Linked DNA regions of Danio rerio: region 1 is linked to region 2. Evidence: chromatin contacts called from public HiChIP or PLAC-seq data. All regions are on one chromosome and are shown on one strand. The core of a region is the stretch at or near the end of the contact, and the rest is flanking DNA. Distances in the headings are between cores, read along the strand shown. Region 1 holds the start of fbxw7 (F-box and WD repeat domain containing 7). Region 2 overlaps fbxw7 (F-box and WD repeat domain containing 7).

Region 1 (4,047 bases), core at 165-2,664, 47 kb after region 2:
CCCCTTATGGGAGGCAACGGTGGCAAAAGGCTGAACGTCGATTGTTAGCCGGCTATGCTAATATGCTAGGCTAACCGCTATCAGATGTTTCAAGTGCCCTTGATGACACGGTCACAAAATAGAACACTTTTTCATATAAATGGCAGTGTAGTGGACAAACGTATAAACGTATTCGTAAGACACTGTGTTTCGATTGTCCAGTTGCGGGTGTGCTAATAGTGTTAGCCTAAGCTAAACATCCTCTTGCTAACCGGCTAAATAACAGAAGAACAATCTATAACAAACGGAATAATAATATTAAGGATGCATTGATGATTATTAGTTGTCTAAAACGTAAACGGACCATAAATTGTAGATAGACACCGTATAAATGATGTTGTAAAGTCGTGGAATGCATAGCTGTTATAAGGCAACGGAATTAAGCCTTTTCGTCTGCTGTGAAGTTGTATTTCCAAACAATGTTTTATTTTTACGTAGTGCAAATACATTAAATTTAGGTCAAGTCCGTACACAAACTAATGAAATCAATCAGACATGGAAAATAAATAAATACTGTGGCTGTATTACACATTCTGTAACGTTATTAGGTTTGTTTGCTGCAGCTACAAAAGTCTAGCAAAAACTGTTTTAAAGTGTCCCATTTCGGAAATGGGTTAAGGTTAAAATAATTAAGTAACTTAACATTACAACAGTTTCACGCGAGTCATTTCTCGGTGTTATTTCGCGGTGTAATTTTAAATGCCAGGCAACCTGCTACACTAACGTCACACACCATTGCATTGAAAATGGGAATTAAAATACTATATAAACCTGAAAAGGCCATGCATTCCGTTCTATATGCCCAATACCTCCACGAGGTAGTGTAGTGAAGCTGATCACATGGCCCTTTACTTTAAATATCAGCCTTGCATGGTCAAGTTTGCCTGCCTGCAAAACACTGAGTTTAACCAAGAGACAAACGCAAGTATTTACCCTGGAAACTGGTGGAAAGGCGAAGGGGGAAAGCTCCTATGTGCAAACGAACGGTTAGTTTCCTCAGATATCCAATCCAGAATTCGGTTAGGATAAACCGGTCTCCCCTCTTCTCCTCTCCGGCTTGCCCGAACGCAAGATGAAACGATCCTCTGAAAACGAGCTGAAGTTTTACAAGCACAAACCAAACATTTTCATCCGCCGAAATAAAGTCTGAGCGTCATTCGCACCCTTCGGAGCCCTGCATCAGGGAGAGCTGAAATTTCTTCGTTATCTTCTGCAAAAACTCAGATCCCCCATAGAATAATATGTGACCGATCTGAGAAAGCAAGGGATGCGGCACGCGACTCCGATGCTGCTCCGTTAAAGCGCGATCGCCTTTATCCAACCGATTCCTGTACGACTCCCTGTCCACGGATGATAGCGTCACGGTGTCGTCCAATAACGTCACCCTTGCTCGCGTCGCTTAAATAAGACGCATTTACGTCGCCCATGCATGCGAGTTTAATTTTAAATGGCTTGGATTTATTTTAACTTGAATGTTTTTTGTATATTACATTTGTATCTTTGTATATTATTTTGTGTTGAGCCTTCCATATATGACACACAAGTTGTAAAGTTGAATCCCATTTTGTTGTATTTGGATTTTGTATTTACAATAAAAAAATAAAAATAATTCATTTTAAATGGCTTGTTTTTAATTATTAGTTAATTAAATGATTTATTTATTTATCAGTATTTTTTTATTATTAAGTTTGTCTCGTTTGTCATTGCAGGGGAGGCAAAATGAAAAATTAAATTAAATATTAAGTGTAACACATTAAGTAATAATAAAAAGAAAATATAAAAGGTAACATTCACGTCTAATAAATAACATATATTGTGTTGCATTATAAATCATTCAAATTATTAACATGTTTTACTGTATTTTTTTCTCATATTTGTTTATTATTCGCATGTTTAATGAATCGGTGATTATGTATCTATTTATGTATGTTTACGCACTTTAGTCAAAGCCTTACTTAAAACAATAATGCCTAATCAGTCAAACTATGTACACCTTTTTGATTGTGTACTTGTCCATCATGTGTCTACATGTGTGTAATGTGTGTTTTTCTTAACATATTTATTATTTTTCAAATTTTTTTTGCCTTTATTACTGTCAACATTGATAATAGTATATTGTTTTGTTCTTTGTAGTATGTTATGTGTTGTATTTTGCACGGTCTGTATTGTGTTTGTAGTACACATGCTGCTGATGATGTGACAATAAAAGAGATTTGATTTGATTTGATATTTACCAAAAGGTCACATCATACATATAAATTAATTAATTAATTAATCTTTTGACCGTTTATTTCATTTACCAAAAAAGCAAATAACAGCCTATTTGCATAAACAAACAAAAAACAAACAAATATTTAATGTTTATTCATTACATTATTCATTAAAATGTTTATTCATTCATTTTCTTTTCGGCTTAGTCCCTTTATTCCTCAGGGGCTGCCACAGCTGAACCAACTTACGCAACTTATCCAGCATATGTTTTACGCAGCGGATGCCTTTCCAGCTGCAAGCCAGTACCGGGAGACATCCATACAAACTCATTCACTGCAGACAATTTAGCTTACCCAATTCACCTGTACCACATGTCTTTGGGCTTGTGGGGGAAACCAGAGCACCCGGAGAAAACCCACACCAAAAAATGCAAACTCCACACAGAAATGCCAACTGACCCAGCCGAGGCTCCAACCAGCAACCTTTTTGCTGTGAGGCAACAGCGCTACCAACTGTGCCACCACACTGCCCTTTATTCATTTAGTTTTTATTTAAAGAACAACAGAATACAACCTTTTACTGTGAAAAAATACAAATGCCTGGGGAGGTAAGTATGAATAAAGTATAAACACACAATCATGCAAATGAATGAAATACATTATAACAATTATATATTTTTAAAGTGTCTGGGACTTTCTTGTTTAAACAGTCTCTGATACTGGTAATATGTAAGCAGATTTCAGTCAACAAGACTATAAAATTAGATTTCCTATTAGTGAATTTACATTTCTGAATGTAAAATTGGGTTAGCAGAATTTAATTAAATAAAAACAGTCGTTCTCCTGGTTAGGATAGTCAGTAAAACCCAAAATTTTCCTATAACAATGATAAATGTTTTCAACAATGAACATTATTATTAATACATTTTCGAGCCTCACTATAATATGGAGTCTGTGCAATAGCAAAATAAATGTAAAGCAGTCTCCTGCTATTCGTGGCAAAAATTACCATATATCAATACAATTTTTACTTTTATGTAAATAAAGTTTTGCTGAATAAAATCTGTGAATAAGTTTATAGGATATTTATTTCGTTTTATTTCTCACATGATATTTCTGTGGTTAACAGTCATACTTTTCTCTTCTTTTAAATTGTGTTCTGTCATGTAGACTTAGTAGTAGTGCCAACCAAAGCTCAAAGGGATTTACTCTTTGTTATTATTTGTTGTTTTTGTCATTGTACAGAATATATACACTTACTGTATATAGGGCTTAGTGGTGTCACTGTCGCCTCACAGCAAGGTCGATGGTTCAAGTCCCAACTGGATCAGTTGATGTTTCTGTGTGGAGTTTGTATGTTCTCACTGTGTTGGTGTGGGTTTCCTTCTGGTGCTCTTATTTTCCCCCACTGTCCAAAGACATGCAGTATAGGTGACTTGATGAACTAAATTGGTTGTATGGTGTATGTGTGTGTAATGGTTGTTTCCCAGTGTTGGGTTGCGGCTGGAAGGGCATCTGCTATGTAAAACATATGCTGGATAAGTTGGTGGTTCATTCCGTTGTGGTGATCCCTGATGAATAAAGGGACTAAGCAGAAGGAAAATAAATTCATTAATTTTTGAGCCTCACTATAATATAGCAGAGTATGTGCAATAGCAAAATAAATGTAAATCAGTCTCCTCGTATTCATGGCAAAAAAGACCATTTATATCAATACCATTTTTTTACATTTTGAAAATAGTGTTTTGCTGAATAAAATCTGTGGATAAGTTTAAAGGAAAATTCTTTAATTTTATTT
Region 2 (3,725 bases), core at 85-2,584:
CAGGAACAAGTAGACAATGCTATGACAGGTGAAAATTGGATCTCTATGATTTTAAGTGTATCCTCTTTAAAAAAAACAGAGGTAGCTGAAATTACATTTCACCAGGCATTGTGTGGTCGAAAGCATTTGAAACTGACAAAGACCATAGATTGATTTACCCAAAAATAAGAATTCCCATATCATTTACTCACTCTCAAAGGATTCTAAACTTGATGTTTTTTTAAAACTAAACTAAACTTGATGGATTCTAAACTTATTATTTTTTCTTCAGTTGAACACAACAAAATATTCTCAAGCGTTTTGGAAAGCTTTCCAACATTCTTTACTATATCTTTGTTCAACAGTAAAACTCAAACAGGTTTGGAATGAGTGAAGGGAGCGAAACTCTGTCAGAATTTTCAGTTTCGAGGTGAACCATCCTTTAACACTCAACCTACTGGCCTAATTTTTAAAACATCCCAGAATCTGTTCTCACAGAACTGCCCTGTTTCTGTTGTCCCCTTTCACTTTCATAGGCAAATCACACAAGCTTATTTCACAATATTATAATGAGAAATGTCAGAAACATAGATGCACTCATAGCCCCTTACCTCAAAGAAATCTGGAAAGTGGACAAAGAGATGGATTAAAAATCTGTGAACGTATCCTCATCAACTTTTGATCCTATTTGAAAAACAGTGCAGGCAAGTCTGTGGTATAATAACACCACTAACTTAAACTACTGTCAAAATCTGGTAGTGGGCCAAAATAAAAATCAATTCATAGCACTAAAACGTTTTAAATTACACTAAAAGACCAAATATTATACTGCAAGATTTGAAACAATAAAAAAACTAAGCAAATTCCTTCACACCAATTTGAAAATCGCACAATACCATCTGTCTGACAAGGTGTCACTGTCCATATCTAGAGCAAACTTGTTCTCAGTGCTGGCACGGCTACACCTGGAAGTGAATCAAGAGGAGTGCGAGGAGAAAAGCATTCATAAATCATAGCAGGAATGCACTCGCGTTTCCTCCGCCCGTCCTGCTCCTCTTCAGAGGTGTTAGAACTCTGGTTCAAGGCAGCCAGGGCATGTTTTTCTCATAAGACTGTTTGGGTTGTGGTGGGGTGGGGTACCTGATCTGAAATCAGCACAGTAGGGGAGCTTTTATTAGGAGCAGACTAAACCTGACAGTGTGTGTGTGTGTGTGTGTGTGTGTGTGTGTGTGTGTGTGTGTGTAATGATATAAAGTCAAGCGATGTGTACCCATGGCAGAGCTCCACCATGAGGCCCACCGCAGAGATCCCTACGGCTGGGCTCAGGTTACAGTGTGTTCAGGTTCAGATAGTGACGGGCAGGGCCAGCGAACATCTACTCCAGTTACAGAGAAAAAATGTGGTACAAAGTGAGAGAGACAAAAGAGAGAGGGAGGGAGAGGAGGAATTCCAGAGATGATACAACTCCTGCTTCTCAATTCTCCTTTGAGGTAAAACTCTTACAAATCTATCATAATTCAATGTGCATAAACAAGAGCTATGCTGTGGACTATGTAGAGTTATCAACAACAGAATCAGTCAAAACTCACAAGGGTTTTTGAACAGGAAATATTTATTGATCCATGCTGCAGATATTGCTATAATTTATTATTCGCTTTCATAAGGAGTTGTTCAATTTAGCTTCCCGTTTCATTTCTGACTTTTACAGTGTTTATTTTTTGAGAAATAGGCCTGCACAACATATCGTTTCAGCATTGATATTACAATGTGATCATTCGCAATAGTCACACTACAGGATATGCAATGTTAACTTTGTATTAAAATTTATCATTTGCATGTGTTTTTTAATGCCTGTGACTGTATACTGATTTTAAAAACGTTCAATTAAAAGGAATTGTACTATTTGTGACCTTAAATACGATTCATTTTATTGAAATTCTATTTTTATCATTCAGTTTCTGTACTTAAATACCATTAGACTGTTAGATTGTCAATTATGTAGGGCTGCAACAACGAATTGAATAAATCGACTATCAAACAGTTGCGTCACTAAAGTAACTATAAAGCCCCCTCTATTCTTCTCCAAGTTCACTATATTTGTGCGTATTTTGAGTATAACTTTGTGCTGAATCCTGTGTATTCTGCTTTTATGAATGAGGTATATGCGCAGTTGCAAGTAAACATGGCGATGCCCATTTCAAATTTTAGATCACGATCAAGATCATTAACTGTCTTTTAAACAACATAATACACTCACACGTTTTGTGAATTGGAATATCAAGCAGTTGATGACATGAGCAAGCGTGTGAATATTTTACATTTAAACGAAAAAACTAAATAAAAGAGATTTGTCAAACAGCGCTATTGTGGCTGCTAAAAAAAATAAATAAATAAAATAAAAAAAAAACAAGTAAACAGTAGTAAACAACAGTCGCGCCAACTACCTAAAAAAAAAAATTCTTAAAATCAAGATTAGACAAGAAAAATGGCATGAGAAAATCAAGTGCTTAAAACTTAAAACTTCTGTTTGAGATCTCATTAAGATTTATTTTTCTTACGCCATTGGTAAATGTTTTTGTTTGTTTTTAAGCAAACAATCACCTAATTTTTAGGTGTTTTTTCAGAAAACAAGACATTTCTTATGCTATTTCATGTGTCTTGTATGCAGATTCTGATAAGATTCTGACAGTATGATAACCTTGGATAAAAATATCACCGTATCACAGTATTGTGATCACTGCTTTAAAATATCTTTTTAAATGTCTGAGTAAAAAAAAAAAACACTATATTCTATTTTTGAAAGATTTATGATATTTGAGCAGTAAACACAAATCTTGATTTAAGATTTTTTTAGATATTTTGATTGAAAACAAAACTTTAGACAGTTTTTTTATCATTATTATTATTATAAGAGCTCAGGGATGTTTAAGGAGCAATATGTTTGTGTACTGTCTAAAGATTGTAGTTCTGTTTTAGAATAAAGGGTTGGAAATTAATGCCTTTATTGTTTTTGATTTTTTTTATCAGATTTAAAAAAAATTTAAAACAATAAAAAATTTGACAGATTAATCGATTATTAAAATAGTTATTGGTTGCAGCCCTACATGTATGAAAATACTCACAACTCGCACAAATACAGGAGTGCACTGCAAATAGCACAAACTACAACAAAAACATGTCGGGAACCCCAAAAAGTTTAGAAATAGTTTATAAGATTTAAGGAGATGCAAATAGTAAACATTAATTCATCAATCTCTTGCCTAAACGTGCATGAAAATACTCAACACATGCAATTACAGAAATCACACTACAAATAGCACAAAAAAAACAACAAAAATGTGTCAGAGGACCCCAAAAACTGTATAGATTGTTTATTAGATTTTATGGAGATGCAGTCCCACTGCAGAATCATCAAAATTGATCTAACATTATGAATTCCTTACCAAAAAGAGATATGAAGTCATACGGTGGAATAAAAGTATTCATATCACAATAATCACAAAATAAAAAAAACATTGCAATGTTAGAATTTTCCAATATTGTGCAGCCCTAATGAAAACCGACACCTAAACCAAAATATTGTTGTTTCTAATCTGCACACCCATACTAAACACCATTGTAAAGAGGATTTCAAAAGCAAAACCTTTCCTGCATATTATGTTCACATCTATTTGCATATCCCTAATATTAATAGCAACCTCTACAGTATGTTGGTCTATTTGTATCATGATGTTAGTTAACACGAC

Evidence for each region. HiChIP or PLAC-seq counts read pairs in DNA pulled down with a chosen protein or histone mark.
Region 1: a contact with region 2 is called in an H3K4me3 HiChIP or PLAC-seq map of embryo, with 3 times the contacts expected there. The contact joins the promoter of fbxw7 here to the enhancer-like site in region 2. A contact is called at or near these places in 3 of 18 Hi-C or Micro-C datasets (embryo, hematopoietic stem cells and an unstated tissue) and 3 of 4 datasets of contacts at active chromatin or transcription factors (caudal fin, embryo and gastrula embryo).

The regions. Positions count from the first base shown.
Region 1 is chr1:26,762,740-26,766,786 of GRCz12tu, forward strand. fbxw7 (F-box and WD repeat domain containing 7) reads right to left here and starts at 1,415. Exons shown (of 13, transcript XM_073951515.1): 1 at 973-1,415.
Region 2 is chr1:26,715,952-26,719,676 of GRCz12tu, forward strand. All of the region lies in intron 1 of fbxw7 (F-box and WD repeat domain containing 7), which reads right to left. Among named protein-coding and RNA genes, the nearest start is that of fbxw7, 46 kb to the right of the region's middle. Within about 2 kb of position 1,335, at least 13 of the 62 cell types and tissues checked have an H3K27ac peak or open chromatin away from gene starts, as enhancers often do. A contact at or near this core is called in caudal fin, where this site is marked.